Linked DNA regions of Mus musculus: regions 1, 2 and 4 are each linked to region 3. Evidence: chromatin contacts called from public HiChIP or PLAC-seq and promoter capture Hi-C data. All regions are on one chromosome and are shown on one strand. Each heading gives the region's core, a stretch centred on a gene start, on an enhancer-like site or on the middle of the called end of the contact. The rest is flanking DNA. Distances are from core to core; before and after follow the strand shown. Region 1 overlaps Mtor (mechanistic target of rapamycin kinase). Region 2 holds the start of Angptl7 (angiopoietin-like 7). Region 3 holds the start of Agtrap (angiotensin II, type I receptor-associated protein). Region 4 holds the start of Mtor (mechanistic target of rapamycin kinase).

Region 1 (5,532 bases), core at 2,206-4,705, 380 kb before region 3:
TGTACCTGCAAATCAACATGTGGACCACGCTGGCCTTAGACTGTTGATCCTCCTGCACCATCAATACTAGGATTACAGGCATACATGACTGGTTTGTCTTTGTCTGTCTGTCTGTCTGTGCACCACCACTGCCCAGCACATGACTGTTTTTTAGTGTGTGAGTGGGTATGAGGATGGCACACAGCAAGCACACGGAGGTCAGAGACAACTCTAGGGAGTCAGTTCTCGCATATTACCTGTGCAGGGTATCTGGGAATGAAACTCAGGTCACGAGGCTTGTGTGACAAACATTTTTATCTGCTCTGTCATTTTAGGAGTACCAACTTTTTAATTAGAAAAAAAGCAGATCAAGGAAAGTAATAATAAAGAACAGATTTGTGAGATTAAAAAAAGCAAGATATAAGACAGAAATACAACAGAAGTGGCTATCTAAAACAAAACAAAACAAAACAACTAAGGCCAATCTCTGGCAAGAAATGGAGACATAAATAAGACAAGAGCATTCTCACAATGACAATGCTCCCATTTATATAGAGCCAGTGCTCCACAGAAAAGGCTGAAGCTGTTGTAAGACCCCTTGACAAGAATGAGAAAAAAGCTAAATAAATCTTGTGTCTGTAGTTTCCAAACTACAGATAAAGTCTATTTCATGTAAAAATTCTAAATTTAATATTAGATACTGTATTGATAAGCTAAAAAAACCTGTCAGCCGGGCGGTGGTGGCGCACGCCTTTAATCACAGCACTTGGGAGGCAGAGGCAGGCGGATTTCTGAGTTCAAGGCCAGCCTGGTCTACAAAGTGAGTTCCAGGACTGTCAGGGCTACACAGAGAAACCCTGTCTCGAAAAAATCAAAACACCAAAAACAAACAAACAAACAAAAAACAACCTGTCATAACCAGAGTGGCTGTGTTTCGACATTAGAACTTATTTCAACACAATGAAACAAGACATTAAAGGAGAAAAAAAAATCCTGGATGATTATTAAAACAAAGGAAAGGCATTTGGTAAATCTAGTATCAACTCATGATTAAAAAGAAAAGAACTCTTTTAATAATTGAAGACTGTAAGGGAATGTTTAAAAACTGTAAAAAACATTAACCCAAACCCTCCAACAGTAGCGGCTCTAACTAGCGGTAAAACGGAGACAGCAGCTAAAGTCAGCAGGAAGAGAGCCCTGAGCAAAGGTCTGCAGCCTCCCCTGCTGAAGCAGCACTGCAGTGGAGACCCAGAGGCACTCAAAGCAGTAATGAATGATTTACAGTTTACAAAGAAAAACATCCAAGCTCCCTTTATTTTCAGAGCATGTAATTGTCTAGAATCAAAGTCTGGGAGTGTTTGTAGCGAATGGAGTGAAGAATCTAACGAGGCTGACAACTGTTAAGAACAAAGCACAAAAGTGGACTGAAAGCCAGGCATGGTGGCACAGAACTCAAGTCACAGTACCTGGGTGGCTAGGAAGATTCCCTCAAGCCCAGGAATTTGAGACCAGCCTGGGCAACACAGAGAGATCCTGTCCCAAAAAGGGATTAAAAAACAAAAACAAAAACAAAAAACCATTCTATACTTCAGCCACAAAGTCAGGAAGCAGTTTATAAAATGTTACTACCTACCTCTAAGTATGTCACTGAGGGAAAGATAATGAATTTAAGCATAGTCTTCCAAGCAGAGCGCAGCCTGTATACCCTCAGGGTCATTCTAAGACTAGTAAGGACTGTGTGCTGCCTTGAACCCCTAGAGTGAGGTGTGTTGTTGGTACACACACCATGCATGCATGGGTACAGACGCCACGAACCACTCTTTATATCACAGAACTACATAGTCACGATGCAGCCACCAGCTTAGCACCTGACAAGGATTACGGAGGAATTCTAAAAGCCACTGGGTGAAAGGTAGCTGGGGAATAGCATGGTCACTCTCCAGAGTGACCTCACAGACTTCCCATCAGTGACAAAGCAAGAAGGCAAGCCTTGCCCAGGAGAGGGCTCGCTCCCAGATACTGATCACATGCTCCAATTCAGAACCAACAATAATAGGACAGGCTGGTACCATTCGACCTAGTAAGGATTATGCGTGTTCATCTACATAGTACTGTCACTAAAAATGGCTGATTCTGCCTTGCCTTCCTCAGCTACCACAGAGGCTAAAGCAAGAGGACTCCACGTTTGAGGCTGATCTGGGCTCAGAGCTCAAAGCCAGCTGACAGAATTTACTGAGATCTTCTCTCAGAATAAAAGGGCAAGGGATACAGTCAGAGGGCAGAGTCCTTGCCTAGCAAGTCAGAGGCCTTGAGTTCAAACAAAAGCAGTTTGGGGCTGGAAAGATGGCTTAGTAGATAAGAGCACACCTTTGCCAAAGTACCCCATCAGCTCACAACAGCCTGTAACTGCAGTTTCAGGGGCCCCAATGCCCTGGTCTCTATGGGCACATGTACACACCTCCACACCCACACCTACATATAATTAAAATTTATAAAAATAGACCTTAAAAACATACAAACAACAACAAAACTCAGCCTGATTTAAATCTAGCCATCTACAGTACTGAGAACAATGCTGTCTCTTCCCACTGGACTATTCATCTTCTAGTTATCCAGTGGGATGGAGTAGAACTGGACAGACCCAGCTCCACACTTAGGTGCCAGAGGCCAAGGGAGGAGAGGCAGTGCTCTCGGTGCAGGCCAAGTGTGTTGCCGAGCAGGCGAGCAGGGAAGGGCTGAGTACTTACTTCCCGGATGGCCCCATCACAGACTCGGATGACATTAAGGAATGTGGGCATGACCTGGGGCAGGAACTGCACACACTTGAGCCCCAGGGACTTGAAGATGAAGGTGATGGCCTGCACCACCATGGTGTGGTGGTGAGAGAGGGATTGATCTCGGAAGATCCGCATCAAGGCCACCATGGACACAGCGGGGTAGAACTCGTCCAGGGGCAGGTTTCCCATGTTGACCAGCATTTCACTGGTGCTGTAGTCAGCTAGGACAAGGTGACAGAGAGAGTCGTAAGTATTGGTGGCGGGCCTCCGATGTGAGGCAAAGCATGGCTAGTAGCAAACAAAGCCCCTTCAGAGGCCTCAGCATGCATGTGTTCTCCTGCATGTTCTGACAGTGCTGTGAACGCCGAGCGCAGGGCTATTAGGAAGCGGTGAATAGGCTCCCCTGTCAGGAGCAGAGCTCATCCGAGCTTTTCTACTACCCAAAGCACCAAAGCCTGAAACAGTGCATGATGGGTTTTCTCTAAATTCCTAGGTTTAACGTAGCTTCTCAGCGTCACAGTTCACAACCTCAGAGCTGGAACCATCAATAAAAATAACTACTCCTCCAAATGAAAGGAAAGGGAAGTAAATTAGGCAAACATCTGTTGCACAGATGGCTAGTCCCACAGGGACTACAGACATGTTAGCAGGCATATGCCATACCCTGAACAGCAAGGACTCTGTCCTGGCCATGGTGCCATGCAGTGAGGAGGTGAGATGCAGGGGATGAGAGACAGGACGTCAGGCGCTGCTGAGGAACACGAGTAACTGGCCTGGGCTCTGCTCTTCACGGTCAGGGAGCAAAGGGGAGCCACACAGTACACTCCCTTACCCCAGATGGGAGAAGGAAATAAATGGAGAAAACCAAACAACCAGCCTAAAGAGCTTATAGGGAACAAACAGTTTCATTGTTGTAAAATCATATTCTGCTACAGCATTGAGGAGACCATTGTTGAACCTTCAATTTCATCAACAGGCTTTCCCCAGTAGATGGTGGGCTAGAAACTCATATTCTACCCTCGTTCCCAAACGCTCGGGTCCTTGTCAAAAGGCAATGGGTCTCTATTGTCAGACTAGATGCAAAAAGAAGGGGCCCAGGTCTTGTGGGGCTACTGGTCTTTCTATGTCCTGATTTCATTCAAATGAAACAGAGAAAACAAGAGCTATCCTCCCCCTTCATGAGGGCCCAGGAATAAAAGAAGAAGAAAAAAAAAAAAAAGAAGCACTAACAAAAGACGACACAGACGACAGCGGTCAAAAGTAACCCAGACTTAGCCTGTTAACCCTGACAAAGACCCTGGGCAGAGACAGGACTGGTTAGACGCAGGGACTACAGGCTCTTCATTCACAAGTTGCCAAGAGATTCAGTACCTATCAGTTCCCTGACCAAGGTTGTTCCTACCATGGACAGGAGGACGTGAGTCCTAACTTACAGGAATCCTGACTTGACTTGGACTCTGACAGGCTGACAGCGGAAGCGTCCCGGGACTGGTCGATCATGCCGATGTTCACTTTGTGCTTGTAGGGATCCAAAGCCCCAAGGAGCCCCAACACTCGGATAGCCTGAGCAGGCAAGGGAAGACAACAATAAGCACTTACCCCAACATCCGATTAAAGAGGATTTGAGGTACAACTCTCCTGTCCTACACACCACACCTCCCACATAAACTATCATCTCATCAACAGAGCAGAGACAGACAGGACGCCCTCCCAGTGTGGGCTGGGTTACTGCCATCATGTCCTCAAGTCTTTGCAGAGCAGGTGGCCGTGCTGTGTACCTCTCTCCGAGTGCCCTGGTTCTGCTCCGTCTTCAGGAAATTCAGCAGCACTTCAAGCAAAGTGGGGTACTTCCTGTAGGGCTCCACCACATAGCCAGTGCTGGCCACCAACTGTCCCAGGGTCCACAAAGCCACCTGAATCAACAAAAGGCCACATGCTTATTGAACCAGTACAAAAAAAAAAAGAAAGCACAGGCATTCTCTTTGTACTGAGAGGGAACTGAGATGTCAGGACCAATGAGAAGACCGTTAAGTCACTAACCATGCATGGAATCCTAGAGTCAGGGCATACTAACAGCTGGTCAAGCATGAGCCTACAGTCACTGCATCAAAGGTGAAGAATAGAGCGGGAGTCATGGCTTCCAATGTACTCTCCGTACCAGGGAGGCTCAAGTTGGAGGACAGCCTTTGGTTCAGGGCCAGTTCTAACTACACAGTAAGTAACTTGACTTACTTATTGACTACAGAGTAAGATGTTGCCACAAAAATCAAAGAAAAAAACCATACAGAATATTCCCACATTTCTCAGAGGAAATGTGGTTCTTTTGTATCCTGAATGACTAACAGGAGCTGCGGAAGGAAGCTAAGACTATTCTCCGCTTTGGACTACTTCTCTAGTAACCCCCAGTGGCTGGAGAACGAGGGGAAGCTGTCTGCCTCCACAAGCAGTGTCCAAGCCTGCTTCCTCCCCCAGGAGCTGGGGCTCGACAAGCAGAGTGCATTTCCCTCTATGCAGAGGAAAGGGCGACGCTCAGCCCGGATCTGAGCTGCACAGGAGGACAGCCAAAGCTTGTTCCGAGATTCTGTCCTCTTTCCCCATTCAAAGAAAATGTCTGCCAAGCTCTGCAAAGACCTGGCTAGGGCCACTGTGGTGCCCCCTGGTCCTGTGGCACTCACCTGCCTTTTGGCCAGCAGGGAGGAGTCCTGCAGCATGTCCATGATGATGATAAAGAGCTCGTCCACCCACTTCCGCATTTCCAGGCCGCTCACCTGCAGAG
Region 2 (5,511 bases), core at 1,688-4,187, 410 kb before region 3:
CTCTGGAACTGGGGCCGTGAACCACCATATGGATGCTGGGAATCAAACCCTGGTCCTCTGCAAGAGCAGCAAGTGCTGTTAGCCCCCGAGCTGTCTCCCCAGCACTTTGCTTGTTAGTTTCTGAATGCTATGTGAGCACTCCACAGTATGTTTGGTCAGACTCACCACGCTGATATATGTATGTCACGGCAGTTTTTCCTTCCTACTGTGGGACAGCTATTTCATTGGTGAGGCAGTACAGTTTGCCATGAGACAAACTGCTGACGGATGTTTGAACAGATTTCAGTGCCTGGTTACTGTGAGTGGCCTTTCTATGAACACCCCTGAATGCGTCTTTCAGAGTACACGTGCTTGCAGGTCACAGGCTGTGCTCAGCTCTGTGAGACATACTGCTGGTTTTACTGTTTATGGTTTCCTCAGTAGTACAAGAAAACCCAGAAAACTCAGGCAATCTATTTTCCTGTTAAAATGTGATATTTTCAGCTTTTCCACCCCTGCTCTTCTGGCTGGTATGTAGTGGTGCCTTGTTATGGTTGAAATGTGAGTTTCCATGCTGATTCATGAGATGGCAGAGCTTGCACATGTTTATGCACCTTTCAGATCTCCTCCATCATGAACCCTAGCTTGCTCCCATGCTCTGCTGGGTGGGGACATCTTTATTCCCACTGGACCCGGTATATACAAGAGCACACACTGCAAACACTGCCTGACTTCATACTCCTTTTCAGGGCTGTAGGCTGAAAAGAAATGACTACTTTCTTACTTTTTTTTTTTTTTTTTCGAGACAGGGTTTCTCTTTATAACTCTGGCTGTCCTGGAACTCACTTTGTAGACCAGCTGGCCTCGAACTCAGAAATCTGCCTGCCACTGCCTCCCGAGTGCTGGGATTAAAGGCATGTGCCACTACGCCCGGCGCTATTTCTTCTTTTTAAACATATGAGTGTTCTGTCTGTATGTACACCTGCATGTCAGAAGAGAGGATCAGGTTCCTTTATAAATGGTTGTGAACTACCATGTGGTTGCTGGGATTTGAACTCTGGATCGTCAGAAGAGCAGTCAGTGCTCTTAGCTGCTGCACAGTCTCTCCAGCTCTTCCGTTTCTTTCTACCATGCAGCTCTTGCCATGCTTCTACTTGCTGTGTAGTTCAGGTGGTCAAACCCTTACAATTCTCTTGCCTCTGCCTCATTAGGAGAGTGCCACCACAGCTGGCCTGCACACCTTCACGTTTTCCCTGATGTTGCCAGTTTTGGTGTCTGGCTTATCTCATGATGCTGAAGGTAATCCCCTACACCAGTGTGTTGTGACTTTGCCTTCTACCTCCAGAATTTAAATGCAGAATTGAGATTTTATGTATGGTGTGATGTGAAGATCAAAATGCGAATGCTTTCTGCTTGAATATTAAGCAGCTGGCTTACTGTGCTCACTGCAAAGGTTGACCTGGCCCTGGTGCTCACTCTCCTCTGCACTAAGACACTGTAGTTCCAGGGCAGGAGGGTCAGCTAGGATGCTACTTATATGATCATTTGGGACATGACTTAAATACAGCCTCACTGGATAGATATGACATTACCTTAAAGAGCTCCACAGAGTTTAGCAGACTCTGATGCTGAACACTAATAAACTCCACAGAACCAACAAAGGCTCTACAGCCCTGCTAAACTAGCTATTCCCTGAGAAAACTAAGAAAGAGCAGGGACTAGCACAGTGCCATCACCCAGTCAGATACTCTGAGAAGGTAGCTAAGAAGATGTTAGTAACAACCTGGTGCCCAAGGAGGCAAAAAAGACAGGAGTGAGAGGAAACAGACAGTCGTCTGTCTGAGCACCCAATGCTTATATTCAGAAATGGGTCCCTGCTAAGTAACTCCAGCTGTCTGAGCAGAAATCACTTTCCGAGGAGCCAGAAACCCATCTGGGAAAGACTCTGAGGGATCAGGGTAGGCAAAGCTGTAGGACCCACACTATAAAGTCAGACAGAGCTCCTGCCATAAGGACAGAGGGACCTTTGTACAGTTATAGGGAAAGTTCCATCTTTTACATGATTTCAGAAGAGCAGTGCCCTTCAATTAAAGGTATGAAAGCTGCCATCACCCCGTTTTCTCAGACACTGTGTACGTAGGTATAGGGGCCAGCATCAAGCTGCAAACCACGCTGCAGGCACAGAGGGAATCGAGCCTTCTGATCTGCATGTACTAGGGAATCTTCTCTCTGAGTCTGAGCCTTGGGTAAAGGTCAGGCCCACTCACTGCTGCCCAGACAGAACCTGACAGAAGTGTGGATGACCAACCCCAGACCACGCCTGGCATGGCTGAGACTTTCTCTCTGCCCCAAACTATGACAACTCCTTGTAAATGTTGAAAGATCGTTTTAGAAGGAGAATGTGTAAAGAGGAAGACAGCCCCACAGATGCAAACCACCTGACGCCCAAGGATCAGGTTCAACAGGATTTTGAAGAACACCGAATGATGGCCAGACAAAGCCCTGTTAAGACTCATCTCAGCCCAGATAAACCAGGACCTGGAGTAAACAGCATGCATTACCTTAGCCAGCCTCCCTGGCTCAGCAGTCTCCAGTCCAACTCTTTCTTGCTACCTCACCCTCAATCTGTGTTATATAACCTTCAGACAGGAGTTGGGAAAGTCTTCCACTCTGCCTGTCTGCTGATAGAGCTGAGCCAGTGGCTGGCAGGCCATAATCTAATAGGCGCAACTGGAAACAAGTTCACAGCTCCTGTCTGAGCCCAGAGACTGTACAGACGAGGAAACAAACACTGCCCTGTCCCCCTCCTCCTCTCCTCTGGCCTAGGTTTACGCTGACTTCACTCAACAGGCACCTGACCCTCCCAGATGAGGTGGGAGGGGCTTTAGCACACAGGGCCCTCGTAGGGGTGGAGGTACAGCAGCAACAATATTTAAGATGCTGCCTTGGTGGGGTATTCAGACTAAGGAAGGAAAGAGTTCCATTTCAGAATCTCTAGCTTTAAGAAAGGCTAAGCAAGCACACAGAGGAAGGAGATCACGGGGAAGGAAGAAAACTGCCAGTGTGGGTCAGAGAAAGAAGCTTCCTACTTCTCCAGGGACAGACTCTAAGGGGAACAGGCCTGCACACCATGCTGAGGGAGACCTGGCTATGTGTTATCCTTGTAGCCTTTGTCAGCCACCCAGTGTGGCTGCAGAAGCCTCATAAACGCAAGACACAGCTCAAAGCAGCGGGCTGCTGTGAGGAGATGAGGGAGCTCAAAGCCCAGGTGGCCAACCTCAGCAGTCTGCTGGGAGAGCTGAGCAGGAAGCAGGAGAGCGACTGGGTCAGTGTGGTCATGCAGGTGATGGAGCTGGAGAGCAGCAGCAAGCACATGGAGTCTCGGCTCAGCACTGCCGAGAGCAAGTACTCTGAGATGAACAACCAGATTGACATCATGCAGCTGCAGGCTGCGCAGACCGTCACGCAGACCTCGGCAGGTAAGTGCTGCCTCCACACTCCTCACCGTGCGCCTGCTCAAGGTCTCCTGGCCCCAGCTCTGCTTCTGGATAGCCTGCTCAACAACTTCGGGGGCTTTTGGGAATGTACGATCTATGATTGCACAAGCTTTGGGCTAGTGATATCCTGCGAGTTTAGCCAGGACATTTGAAGAAAACCTTTGTATTCAACAAAGGACAGACTCCTCGTGTTCTTCAATTCTGATCTTCTTTCTCCCATGGTGGCTAATAAAATTCTTCCAAATAATAGAGAGAACAAGTAAATGTAATGCTGAAGTGCTGACCTTTTAGTGGCTGAAAATAAGGAAGGCACACGCAGTGAGTTATTTGAGAAAAAAACATTCAGTTGTTGGTTAACTTGGCACAGATGAGCTAATAAATGAATCGCTGCTCAGATGAAGATCTAATTTTCTGAGGTTACTGGAAAACATTTGGAGTAAGTATATTTTATAGATGAAGCATTTCTTACTAATGCTTACTGCACAATAAACCAAGTCAAGAAGACATGATTAGCTTCTTGTGAGTAAGACCTTGGCTATCATTGGTTCAGACAAAGAAAAAGTTTTGCTGAAAGTTAAGCCTGAAAAGTCTGTTAGCTAATTAAACAAAAACAAATGATTTCAGAGCTTGGGCCTCCTGACCCTCAGTTTGAAAACAGAAAGTTAGGGGTTCTCATTTACCAAAAGGAGGGAGAGAGAGAGAGTGTGTGTGTTCATTTGTTCTGTGAGATGGAACTGGTCATGTTGGCCAGGCCAGATGCACGCAGGGCTGACTGTACCACTTCTTGCTCCTAGAAGTCGGCTGGGAGGAAGGGCAGGTATCCTCATTCCTCCCCCCCCCCCCCCCCCCCAGCACGCTCTGCAGAGGAAATAGGCACTTTGGCATCTCCCACTTTCATCTATGCTCCCTAAGTCTCCAGCCAAGGGGCACCAAGGAAAAAGTCTCAAGACATGCAGAAGTGTCTTGGGGCAACAGCCACAGAGTCTGCTAAAAACAGCTGCTTCTTTGAAGCCCCAGGACAGAGCCTCAAGGCGGCCATGGAAGCTTTCAGATCAAGCCCAAGGGGAAGTGGGGAAACTTCACTTCCTGGATTTTTTAAAAAGAATTATTTATTATTATACATAAGTACACTGTTGCTGTCTTCAGATGCACCAGAAGAGGGAGTCAGATCTTATTATGGGTGGTTGTGAGCTACCATGTGGTTGCTGGGATTTGAACTCAGGACCTTCGGAAGAGCAGTCAGTGCTCTTACTCGCTGAGCCATCTCGCCAGCCCCACTTCCTTGATTTATCAAAGTTTTAGGAACAGTCTCAAGTGCTGCTGGTTTTCATTTGAGCATCTAGTGATGTGAGACTGGGGAGGGAGAAGATTTCCAATCTGTCTCCCTTAATCTGAGTACCTGTTGGCTGGTAGCTGAGAAACAACATAAAACCAAACTCCCTGAAATACTCTGGAGTTTGCCTCTAGCTCAAGCCTGAAGCTTCTCTCAGGGCAGCTGCCACGTGCCCTTCGCAGACCATACCATTATTGTTTCTGGAATTCACAGCCTGGCACTTCAGCAGGATGTCTTACTTAGACTTAGCCCGAAGCTTCCTGCTTAACGGTCCCTTGGCACAGGTTAAGAATCCCCTTACTCTACTGCCCCATAACCAAGGCGGCCTGAGCAGGCCTCTCAGCCCTGATGCCCACTTCTCGACATCGGTACCCCAGGGGAACTACCCACGGGCACGCTGAGGTACAAATCAAGTCTTGGTTTTTAATCCAGCTCAGATGCACCAGGCATGTCTGACCAACCTCAAGGCCCAAATCTCTGTTTACTCTGCGTCCCTCACAGATGCCATCTATGACTGTTCTTCCCTGTACCAGAAGAACTACCGAATCTCTGGAGTGTACAAGCTTCCTCCTGACGAGTTCCTGGGGAGCCCTGAGCTAGAGGTGAGGTCACTACTGCCCTGCCCTACCCTTTGTCCTCCAGCCCTGAAAGGTACATGGATAACAGGACTTCTTCTGGTCTATGGAAAGGGAAGTTCAAGAA
Region 3 (5,548 bases), core at 2,711-5,210:
AGGCTGGTCTCGAACTCAGAAATCCGCCTGCCTCTGCCTCCCAAGTGCTGGGATTAAAGGCGTGCGCCACCACCGCCCGGCCAACCACAGCAAACCTTATAAAGGAAAGCATTTAACCGGGGTTGGCTTACAGTTCAGAGGTTTAGTCCATTATCACCATGGCGGGAAACATGAAGGTGCACAGGCAGACACGGTGCTGATGAAGGAGCTGAGAGTTCTACATCTTGATCCAAAGGCAGCAGGAGAGAGAATGACACACTTCCTCCCACAAGGCCACACCCACTCCAACAAAGCCACACCTCCTAATAGTACCTCTCCCCACGGGCCTGTGGATACTATTTTATTCAAACCACCAAAGTAACTTATAAAAGAAAAGGCTTAATGGGGCTCATGGTTCCAGAGAGTAAGAGTCCATGATTATTATAGTGGAAGCAGGCAGTGCCAGCAGGCAGTAGCTGAGAGCTCCTATCTTGACCCACAAGTTGGAAGCAGAGAGACGGATAACTGGGAATAGTGTAGGCTTTGAAACCTCAAAGCCTGCCCCAGTGACACCTCTTCCAAACAGACCACACCTTCTAATCCTCCCAAATAGTTCCACCAACTGGGACTCAAGCATTCAAACATATGAGACTATGGGGGGCCATTCTCATTCAAACCACCACAAGGAAACAGGGTTTCATTTGGCCTAGGCTGGCCTTGAACTTCTGAATCCTCCTACTTCTGCCCCTAGAGTGAGTTTTGAGATTATAGATGCATGCCACCACACTGTTTATACAGTTCTAGACATCCCACCCAGGGCCTCATGATGCTAAGGAAGCATTTTACCAAAGGAGCAAAATCAACAGTCTCTCTCTCTCTCTCTCTCTCTCTCTCTCTCTCTCTCTCTCTCTCTCTCTGTGTGTGTGTGTGTGTGTGTGCTGTTGAAATTCATGGCTACACACATACACAAACGAGGCAAATGCACTACCACCGAGCTACACTCTAACCCTTAAAAACGGTATAGAGCGGGGCCTAGCAAACACAGAAGTGGATGCTCACAGTCAGCTATTGGATGGATCACATGGCCCCCAATGGAGGAGCTAGAGAAGGTACCCAAGGAGCTAAACGGATCTGCAACCCTATAGGTAGAACAACATTATGAACTAACCAGTACCCTGGAGCTCTTGACTCTAGCTGCATATGTATCAAAAGATGGCCTAGTCGGCCATCACTGGAAAGAGAGGCCCATTGGACTTGCAAACTTTATCTGCCTCAGTATAGGAGAATGCCAGGGCCAAAAAGTGGGAGTGGGTGGGTAGGGGAGTGGATGGGAGGGTATGGGGGACTTTTGGGATAGCATTGGAAATGTAAATGAGGAAAATACCTAATAAGAATTATAAAGAAGGGGCTGGCGAGATGGCTCAGTGGGTAAGAGCACCTGACTGCTCTTCCGAAGGTCCAGAGTTCAAATCCCAGCAACCACATGGTGGCTCACAACCATCCGTAACGAGATCTGACTCCCTCTTCTGGAGTGTCTGAAGACAGCTACAGTGTACTTGCATATGATCAATAAATAAATATTTTAAAAAAAAGAATTATAAAGAAAATGGAAAAAAAACAAAACAAAAACAAAAACAAACGGTACAGAGGGCTGGAGAGATGCTTCAGCAATTAAGAATACTTACTGCTCTTGCAGAGGACCTGGGTTTAGTTCCCAGCATCCATATGGTGGCTCACAGCCACCTGCAACTCCAATTCCAAAGGATCAGTGCCTCTTCTGACCGCTGCAGACTCCTATATATGCATGTGCACATAAACACATACACACACACACACACACACACACACACACACACACACACACACACACACCAGAGTTAAATACATAAATATTTCACAAAGCCCAGGCTAAAGGGCCAGGGAGATGGCTATGTGGTTAAAGGCACTTGCCACACCAGCCTGTCGACTGGCCTTTGATTCCCAGGACCCATGTAAGACATCAGATGTGGTAGTGTGCATCTGTAATCCCAGCACTCCTACAGAAACTGGGAGATGGAGATTGGAGGATCACTCAGATTCTAACCTGGTGTGTTCAAAATGGTAGAAACAAGAAGAGACCTTCGCTCAAAAACAAGGTAGAAAAGTGAAGATCAACTCAAGGAAGTTGGTCCTCTTCCACATAGGGGCATGGAATGTATGCCTACATATCAACATACAAACTAAAGAAACATGATTAAGAAATAAACATCACAGGATATATTGCCATACAGGTATGGAAACAACTTGCTACTGTATATAATTTTTATAACAGTTAAATAAACTTATGCAATAAACCATAATTAGACCCAGGTAAAGGCACATGCCTGCTATCCCAGCCCTTGGGAGGATAGAACAGGAAACTCTCAAGTTCAAGGCCAGCCTGGACATCACAGAAATACTCTGCCTAGAAACAAAATCAGAATAGCTGTCCATTACAATGGCAGACTTGTAGTTCGCCTTCCTTGGGGACTGAGGGTTGTGCCTTCAAATGGGCTATTAAATTAGGTCTGCCCCGCCCCAACTTCTCTCATCTTCCCAGAAGAAAAGTCCTATCTGGGGATCTGTGACCTAGATGTCATCTTGTGTCCACTCAGGGGGTCTCATGGGTTCCCATATGGCTTCTATTCTTCTGGAGTCACACCCACCAGCCCAGGCTGGGCAGCTCCCGCCTCCTGAGAGCTCTCAGCATGTCTGAAGGCTCAGCAGGGGAGACTTCCTGTTAATTGTCCTGACTGAATGTCTTCCAACTTTTGCTATGTTGGGCAAGTGGACTCCAAGTGGCTGGCTCCTCATATATTGGTGGTACTAGAGCTTGTGTGCATCAGCCACTGACACCCGGCACAGCTCTGATCATTTGGAACTTTACCTAGGCTATGCTGGTACTGTAAACAGATGCTGGTAAACAGATGCTATAACACTGAGCCCTGACCCCCTCATTTTTGGACAAAGTCTCACTGTTGCCCAGGTTGGCTTTAAACTGCTGGGCTCTAGAGTCCTCCAGCCTCTCCTTCCCTTGTGGTGGGGGCTATTCAGCCATCAGCTGGAAAGCCCCTTTCTTGACTTCAGGTCCTGTCTCCCTTTCCTTACCCTGGCTTCAGAACCCAGGATGGAAGGAGAACCATCCACACTCTCGCCTCCCCACTCATGTTGTGGCATGCATCCACCCACCCCACTAAGTAGATCAATAAGACATAAACACGGTCTTACTTTATAAGCCAGGCAGGCTTTGATATCATTATATCTTTGCCTCGACTTCCCCTTCCTTCCTTTCTTTTTAATGTATTCTATGAAATTCTCTTGAAATCCAATAAGCTTGGAAGGAAAATTTAATACAGTAAGAACAGAGCTTCGATTTTTTTTTCAGATTTATTTATTTTTGTCTTGTGTATACGAATGTCTCACCTGCCTGTGTGTGTATATGCACTTGTGTCTGGAGCCTGCGGAGGACAAAAGAGGGTGGTTGTATCACAAGTACATGATTGTGAGCCGGCATGTGGGTTCTGGGAACCCAAGCCTAGAAAAAGTAGTAACATGTGCTCTTAATCACGGAATCCTCTCCAACCCTCACTTTTTATCTTTATGGACATGAATTCATTCACTGATCCTCACAAAGATGATGAGGTAGGCACTGTTCTAATTCTTGTGCAAGGGAAGTAAGAGAGGAGAGAGGATGTTCTGGGCAGACACCAACTGTTACCACACCCGCAGTTTCTGCCCGCTTGCCCCAGGCTCCTCTGGCTGTAGGTCGTCCCACCACCTCACCTCGATCCCACTTAGGCAGCCCGTTGAGCCCCTAGGCTGCAGAAATCCCGACCTCCTGGCTTGAAGCACAGGAGCTGGTAGAGGCCTAGGCAGTAGTAGTAGCAGGAGCCTGAGCCTAGCAGCAAGAGCAGCTGCCTGACGCCGTCTCCTAGCAACCGGCTGCAGTCACGTGGCCGCGCGAGTTGGCCTCCCGCCGTTGGAACTGGCGCAACGCGACGGGCGGGGCCAGGAAGTTTGTTCCCGAGTTCGGAGCCCAGGAGTCCCCGCGGCCGTCGCTCAGGTGCCCTCCGCCGGGTCGGGATGGAGCTGCCTGCCGTGAACTTGAAGGTGGCCGCGCGGCCGGGGCGGGCGGGGGTCCAGGAACCTGGGGAACGGAGTCGGAGCAGAAGGGAAGGTCCAGAGCCCCGGGGAGGAGGCGGCGGACACGGAGAGGGACACCTGGGGACAGAGACGGACAGGGCCGCCCCTCCCGGACAGACCCAGGCTGGCACGGGCACCGGACCGCCCGGGCCTGCGCTCCTGGTGTCCCCCACAGCAGGACAGGGACATCTATCCTTCTGAGAGGTCAGTGCAGTTCGGGGGGGGGGGTCTGTCTGAGTGCTGGCTCAAGTTAGGAGAAATCCGCTGTCCCCAAACAATTGCTTCTCCCTAATTTCCACATGCAGCGTCCTTATTTCATAATTAAGAAGCAGGAACTTAAGAGGTTTCCTAAAATCAAAAACCCCAGAGGCTACTTTGAGCTCCGGGCAGCGGGGCTGCGTAGGATGTCTTCATTTCCTAAGTTCTTTTTCTCTCTCAGCCCTCCTCATTTGCAACAGAGGTGCTGGCCACTTAGCTTCGGCCAGAACCGTGTGGACCTGGAAGTAAACCGGCCATCTTGGGCCTTTGGTGCCAGCTCCGTGAAACCCTAAGACTCCCAGGTGTTAAGCCATTTAGCACCCTTTGGTGTCTGAGAGGAAAGGGCCGGAAGATAGAGGTGCTTTGGAGCAGTTGTGTGATTTCATATGGGCTGGGCTGTGACTTGCTCTGGCCGGTTTCCCATTCCTAAACTGCTGGCTAGCAGCAGGAGGGAGATTGGAGCAAAGGAATGGGCTTGAGCGATCCATTATCTAGGGACAGAATTACAGGCAGGACTTGGAGGCAGTCTGGAGGTCAGGCTCTGCCTTATTCTGCTGGAATAATTACGAGGACAGCACAAGTCTCAATGGTAGAACATTTGAGTAGCCCACCCCAGGCCTGGGGTTCCATCCCAGGACCACACACTAACAAATAATAATAAAACGCAGGAACAGGTGAGAAAAATGTGATGTTTATGGGCTGATATGTTTTATTCATTTGAGTCAGGGTCTCGTGTACTAACTTACTGTGTAGCCTTGAACTTACTGTGTACCTGAGGATTGCCACAAACTTCTGATCCTCCTGCCTCCACCTCTCCAGTGCCAGGATTACACAGTAGTGGCGATGAAACCCAGGGCTTCCTGCAGGATAAGGAAACACTCCACCAACCGAGCCGTATCCCCAACCTGTGTTGCTTGTTTTTCTTAGTCTCCGTCCTCCGCTGAAAAAGCTGAAGCTGTACTCTGTCGTTTTTGTTTAGAGTTGGGGGACTTGCTATCTAGCTCTGGCTGGCCTGGAACTCACTATAGAAATCAGGCTGTCTTTGAATTGACAAGAGATCTGCTTGCTTTTGCCTCCTGAGTGCTAGGATTAAAGGTGTGCACCACCATACCTGACCTAGAGAAGCCGTGTTCTTTTATCGGGGTGCAAA
Region 4 (5,564 bases), core at 2,843-5,342, 360 kb before region 3:
GAGACAGAGAACCAAGGGGCTGGTGGTAAGAAAAAACACCATACAAAATAAACAGCTGACTTGAGACCATAAACACAAGCGATATTACAGAAATGTGCAATCTCTGCAAAGGAACCCACACGCTTCACAGACATGAAAACTAGTGTCCTCTCAAATACTGAGCTACAGTGGCAATCTAAACCAGGGGCGGCACAGCAGGCACGGTACCCACAGGCCTGGCCCCAGAGCGCCAGAGACCAACCTCTCGAAGCTCCATGGTGACGTAGTGCTGGAGCTCCTTGGCTGCTTTGGCCCTGGTCTCCTCATTCCGGCTCTTCAGTCCACTGGCGAACTGCTGCAGGACGCTCACGTTGCTAGATGTGGCGGCACTGGCGGTGGCCACGGCAGGACCCGTCCCAAGCATCTTGCCCTGAGGTTCTTTGGGGAAGAACATCTTTCAATATTGTTACAGGATATTTGAACCTGTTTCTAGTTATGGTGTAGCTCGACCCTCGGTACACACCTTTAATCCCTCTGGCTCGAATACAGACATGCCCTTAGTATACACGTTTAACCCTAAACAATAAAGGTTAAGTTAGTGTGTAGAAGGAAGCACCCATGTTTGAAAGTGATGTCTAATTGAGAGGCAGATAAAGTAACAAATCAGACAAAGATTTGAAAGAATAGGATATGGCCAACTCTCATGAGAAGAGAGGGGAAAGGGAAGCTACTTTAAGGAGAGTGTACAGGAGGGAGACAGTACAGTGAGGGGGTACAGTAGAGTTCATGGAGACAGTATAGTGAGAGGGAGAGTAGAGCAGCTGAGAGGGAGAAGAAGGCAGTTTTACTGGGAGTTTCACAGAGACAGACTGAAGAGAAAACAAGCTAGACACAGGAAAAGACAGCATGAGAAAAAGAATAGGAGGGAGGCGAAGATTAGAAAAGATTGCTAGAGTTAGTCTGAGGCCAGGCAGAGCAATTCAGGGGAGGCTGAGAGGAACCAGACTGAATCAATCAGCTGAGGGGTGAGCTTCAGCCAGAACAGCTGACTTGAGCCAGCCAACTAGAGATCAGAAAGAGCTAGAAAGGGTGAACTTATTCGGCAGCAAGTCTCAAGAGGCTGAAAACATTCTAGGCCTGGACTATATTGTATGGAGGGTAGAAGCTCCCAGGACTAGACCTAGGTTAGCAGATGGAGGTAGTAAGCCTCACAGACAATCAATACAGGTGAATAAAAGTTATTTTCACACATTTTTTTTTCAAATTAAAACATTTTAAACTTACATTTATTTATGTACACACACACATACACACACATACCACAGCATATGTGAGGTGAGAGGACAACTTGCAGGAGTTGTCTCTTTATGTGGATCCCAGAGATAAAACTCAGGCTGTCAACCCTGGCAGCAAGCACCTTTGTCTACTTAGCCATTTTGCTGGCCCCTTTAAAAATCTTTTTCTTTCATTTTTTTCAGCCAGTCTTCTATTCATAGCATGACCCTGAACTCACGCCACAGTTGACGGCCTGGAACCACCAAGCTAGGAGTCGAAGGGTGCTGAGATTCCAAGCTGGGCTCTGCATGCTGCAAGCATTCTACCGAGACGGAACACCGTCCCCAGCCCCATCCTTCAATACTCTATAAACTCTGTTAGTAAATTCCTCTGTGGCCTTCCTAACACGGATTTCCACTCATTTATGCCAGGCTTGGGACTCCAGAGACTACCTGGGCTTAAATCCTGAGGCAAAGTCACCTTCCTTAAGGGGGACACTTAAGACTCCTCAATTTCCATGGCACCTCAGTAGAAGAGCCTAACTCGTGGGATAAGGTGAGGATTTACACATTTAAAAGTGTTTCTGGGAGTGCAACACACAGCTCTTCTTCGCTTTTATAACTATTGTAGATGTGGTCTAAAGTCAGGAGTAGGGCAGAAGAGAGAGAACTAAAACTAAGGTTTCTCCTTTCCTCAGACTGTCATTTGCAGGAGTGTATGGAGTCTACAGCAGTCTGGCCCAACAGAAATATAATACAAGTCACGTGAGTCATTTTATGTTATTTTATTTTATTTATGCATGACTATCTGAGTGTATGCCACATATGTGCAGAAGCCTGCAAAGGTCAGAAGAGGACATTGGAGTCCCTGGAGCAGGAGTTGCAGGCAGTTGAGAGTGGCCTGACAACTGGGGTCCACTGGATGAACAACAAGTGCTCTTAGGTGCTGAGATATTGCCAGCCCTCCATGTAATTTTAAATGAAACAGGTGAAACTCACAGGGCGTACTCGATCCAATAATTCAAAAACTCATTTTGAGACCGAGTTTCCAAAATCTCGCATTCAACTATCCCGATCTGGATCGGTCATACCTCAGCAGCTACATGTGGCTACAGGCTGTTGTATGGATGGCATAGTGCAGCTGTGCAGGGTACTAGCATGGCTAGCTCGTCTCATCCATGGATTCTGAACCTGGAGAGTCTACCAAGGATGGACAGAATATCCTAGGGTGTGGGTGGGAGGGATGCCTCAGTGGGAAAGGGAGCTTGCTGCTAAATCTGATGACTGAGTTCGATCTCTGGGACCAACAAGGTAAAGGAGAGAACTCCTATAATTTGTCCTGACATCAACGTGCACACCACTGCATGCACGGCACCTCCCACCCCCCATCAATAAATAGTGCTCTTGTCATTATTTGCTACATGGTAGAGTATAACAACCATTCATAGTGTATGGTACAGTATAACAACCATTCATAGTGTATGGTACAGTATAACAACCATTCATAGTGTATGGTACAGTATAACAACCATTCATAGTGTTTGAAGGTAAAAGCAAGGGAGGTGTGATTTAAAGCATACAAAAGGTTATATACAAGTACTGCACCATTTCATAGGACGAACAGGCATTCACTGGGTTGGGAAGGCAGTTCTAGAAACAAATACATACATACACACACACACACCATAGGAAATAGCAACACACTCAAATGGTGAGCTCAACACTATCACTCATTTTTCAACTATGTGATGTTTGTTCCCTCAATAAGTTTACCATCCAGGGGACCCCAATAAAGTGGCCATTAAAAAGGGGCTAGCCCACTATGCCATGGCAGTAACTAACATATACACCTATCCTGCCAGAGTATACTAAAAAACAAAAACAATTCCCGAAGCACTCTGGCTTTGAAAGAATCTGTGAGACACAGCCTAACATGCACAGAACCCCTTGTTCAATCCCCACCACCTCATAACCAAGGCACGATGCCACACATCTTTAAGCCCAGCACTGAGGGAGAGGCAAGAAATTCAAGGTCATGCCGGGGTTAGGGATAAACACAAAACATAAGGAGTAAAATAGTCTTGAAAGGCTTTCAAACGCTACACTACAGGGGGAATAAAATACTATAAAAGGAACTGGGCCGTTTTAGAGCGGAAGAAACCACTACTGAGCGTGTAAGCACACGAGGCAGCGGGAAGGAGACCGACTTGGACTTTCTATTCTCATCACGTCAGTAATTAGACAGTCACTTGAAGGTTTACCCACAAGCCAGCTGCCCCAGGCTGGATTCAAAGTAACTATTTGAGTCACAAATCCCAAAGGTTGTGAGAATGCCTTAGGGGAATTCGAGTTGAAAGGTTGAAACGTGAAGGGAGGGCGTGACCCTGAGGCTGACCCTGCGTGGGCGCGGAGGTCTGGGTTCCTGGCAGGTCTCCATGGTGAAGTGTAGGGGGCAGATCCCGAAACTGGAGCTCCTGGGGACAGGCTCCACCGTCAGTAGGTGGGTCTGGAGTTCCAGGTCCTGAGCCCGAGAAGGAGACCTAAATGCTCCACGGAAGGCCCGGAGCAGATCCGCCAGCCTGCGGGGGTCTCCCCGAGGGCGCGGAGCTGGTGCTGGGGCGCTGTACGGTTCAGACAGGCGGCTTCCCGGGCCTCCCCCAGCACGGCCCACACTGGCTGGGAGTCTGGCCGTCCCGCCAGCCGCAAGCGCCCGACTCCAGGCCCCAGACTCACCGCGCGGCTTCGGCCACCGCCTCAGCTGCCGCCGCCGGAGCCGGTACCGCCGCTTCAGGCCCCCAGCCTCAACACCCGCCTTCCCCGCTGTCTTCTAGGCCAGGGAGGTGGGGAGGGCGGGCTCGTAAGCGCTACAACCAATCAGCGGGCCGAGCTCGAAGATGGGGAGGAACATCCACCAATAATCATGAAGAATTGGAGCTTCGGGACCGGCTTCTCGAGGGCGGGGATTGTTCAAATAGACAAAACGAGCAACCAGTGGCAAGCAAAAGGAGGCGAAGGACTATTCCGAAGAGCCAATCAGTCGTGAGTTGACTTCGGTCACTTCCACGAACACTTCCGGTACGTCGCTACTACAAGTCCCCTCCACACACGCTGTGACCGTGTGGAGCCACGGTTTGGTACCCTAAGGACCTGTTGAAAGAACTGGGGCAGAGGTTAGGGATCGTGCTCGGGATGCTGAGAAGGGGCCGAGTGTCCGACGCTCTCGAATCACTGCAGAAGACATATCTTGGAAATCGGTTCACTGAGGAACTCTTGCTTTCTCGTTTGTAAAACTGAATATGCATTTGCAAGGGTTTTTTTGTTTTTGTTTTTGTTTTTTTTTATTCTCACTGTCCCCAAATTGCCTTACTTGTGAGCTCATTCTCAGGATAAGATGATCACCGAACTACTTTAAATACAAGATTTTAAAGAAAAATCCTTAAAAATTTTTTTTTATTTTTCAAACGGGCAATAGCCGGAGCTAGGGATGTAAACCAGTCGATAAGAGTGTTTGCCCACCCCGGCGTGGTGGTGCACGCCTTTAATCCCAGCACTTGGGAGGTAGAGGCAGGTGGATTTCTGAGTTCGAGGCCAGCCTAGTCTACAGAGTGAGTTCCAGGACAGCCAGGACTACACAGAGAAACCCTGTCTCGAAAAACCAAAAATAAAGAGTGTTTGCCCGATAGGCATGAAAGTCGTGGGTTCAATTCCCAGCACTGTGTAAAGTGCATGCCTGTCTTCCCAGAACTCTGGTGGTGGAGGTTTAGAGGGTCAGAAATTCAAGGTTGAACTAGGGAGATTTCTCAGTGTTTAAGGCCCTTCCAGAGAACCTGCTCCAATATATAAAAATGTATCATTAAAATTTTTCATATGAAATTTATGCAGATCTTTTGTTTAAATCTTTATTTTTTTATCAGTGTTGTAATACACACTGAAAATTCCTAAATAGCTTGAATTAGGAATTTGAGTGAACTATTAAACACATTAATATTAAAAGAAACATGTGAAGCTATTAGTAATGATAATGCAGATAAATATTTGCTAGTAAGGTAAAGATTTCCAATTAGTTGAAAGCGTTAAATGTTTTTAAGTTAAAAAACAAATTAAAAACACACCAAAGTACAAGTTATACTACAATACAACCCTTTATAAAGCATTGATAACACTTCCTAGATACTAATTTGGGGAAATGCCAACTAAAATGTAATGAGATTTGGGGAAGACACACTTTCTTTAGACTGTGCCACCAATTATTTGTATATTGAAAAGAACTGTTGAAGAAATAAAGCTTTCAGAAAATCTACATGCCAGGCA

Evidence for each region. Promoter capture Hi-C pulls out the DNA fragments that hold promoters and counts their contacts. HiChIP or PLAC-seq counts read pairs in DNA pulled down with a chosen protein or histone mark.
Region 1: an H3K27ac HiChIP or PLAC-seq map of large pre-B cells shows a contact between it and region 3, with 2.5 times the contacts expected there. The contact joins the enhancer-like site here to the promoter of Agtrap in region 3. A contact is called at or near these places in 4 of 39 promoter capture datasets (the C10 cell line, the HPC-7 cell line and neural stem cells) and 2 of 115 datasets of contacts at active chromatin or transcription factors (embryonic stem cells and large pre-B cells).
Region 2: a promoter capture Hi-C map of the HPC-7 cell line shows a contact between it and region 3. The contact joins the promoter of Angptl7 here to the promoter of Agtrap in region 3. A contact is called at or near these places in 4 of 39 promoter capture datasets (the HPC-7 cell line, cranial neural crest and liver), 1 of 115 datasets of contacts at active chromatin or transcription factors (bone marrow-derived dendritic cells) and 1 of 9 other capture datasets (pancreatic islet).
Region 4: an H3K4me3 HiChIP or PLAC-seq map of neural tube shows a contact between it and region 3, with 6 times the contacts expected there. The contact joins the promoter of Mtor here to the promoter of Agtrap in region 3. A contact is called at or near these places in 20 of 39 promoter capture datasets (the 3T3-L1 cell line, 3T3-L1-derived adipocytes, the C10 cell line and 14 more), 5 of 484 Hi-C or Micro-C datasets (B cells, the Ba/F3 cell line, erythroblasts and 2 more), 23 of 115 datasets of contacts at active chromatin or transcription factors (the 230-238 cell line, the SCID.adh cell line, bone marrow-derived dendritic cells and 15 more) and 3 of 9 other capture datasets (adipose tissue, macrophages and pancreatic islet).

What each region holds. Positions count from the first base shown.
Region 1 is chr4:148,469,359-148,474,890 of GRCm38.p6, reverse strand. It overlaps Mtor (mechanistic target of rapamycin kinase), which reads right to left. Exons shown (of 58, transcript NM_020009.2): 16 at 5,432-5,524; 17 at 4,535-4,669; 18 at 4,190-4,319; 19 at 2,727-2,977. Among named protein-coding and RNA genes, the nearest start is that of Mtor, 24 kb to the right of the region's middle. Within about 2 kb of position 3,455, at least 39 of the 459 cell types and tissues checked have an H3K27ac peak or open chromatin away from gene starts, as enhancers often do.
Region 2 is chr4:148,497,888-148,503,398 of GRCm38.p6, reverse strand. It overlaps Angptl7 (angiopoietin-like 7), which reads left to right and starts at 2,937. Exons shown (of 5, transcript NM_001039554.3): 1 at 2,937-3,458; 2 at 5,311-5,411. The coding sequence starts at 3,110. All of the region lies in intron 28 of Mtor (mechanistic target of rapamycin kinase), which reads right to left.
Region 3 is chr4:148,086,476-148,092,023 of GRCm38.p6, reverse strand. Agtrap (angiotensin II, type I receptor-associated protein) reads left to right here and starts at 3,960. Exons shown (of 5, transcript NM_009642.5): 1 at 3,960-4,107. The coding sequence starts at 4,081.
Region 4 is chr4:148,447,110-148,452,673 of GRCm38.p6, reverse strand. It overlaps Mtor (mechanistic target of rapamycin kinase), which reads right to left and starts at 4,092. Exons shown (of 58, transcript NM_020009.2): 1 at 3,987-4,092; 2 at 242-417. The coding sequence starts at 403.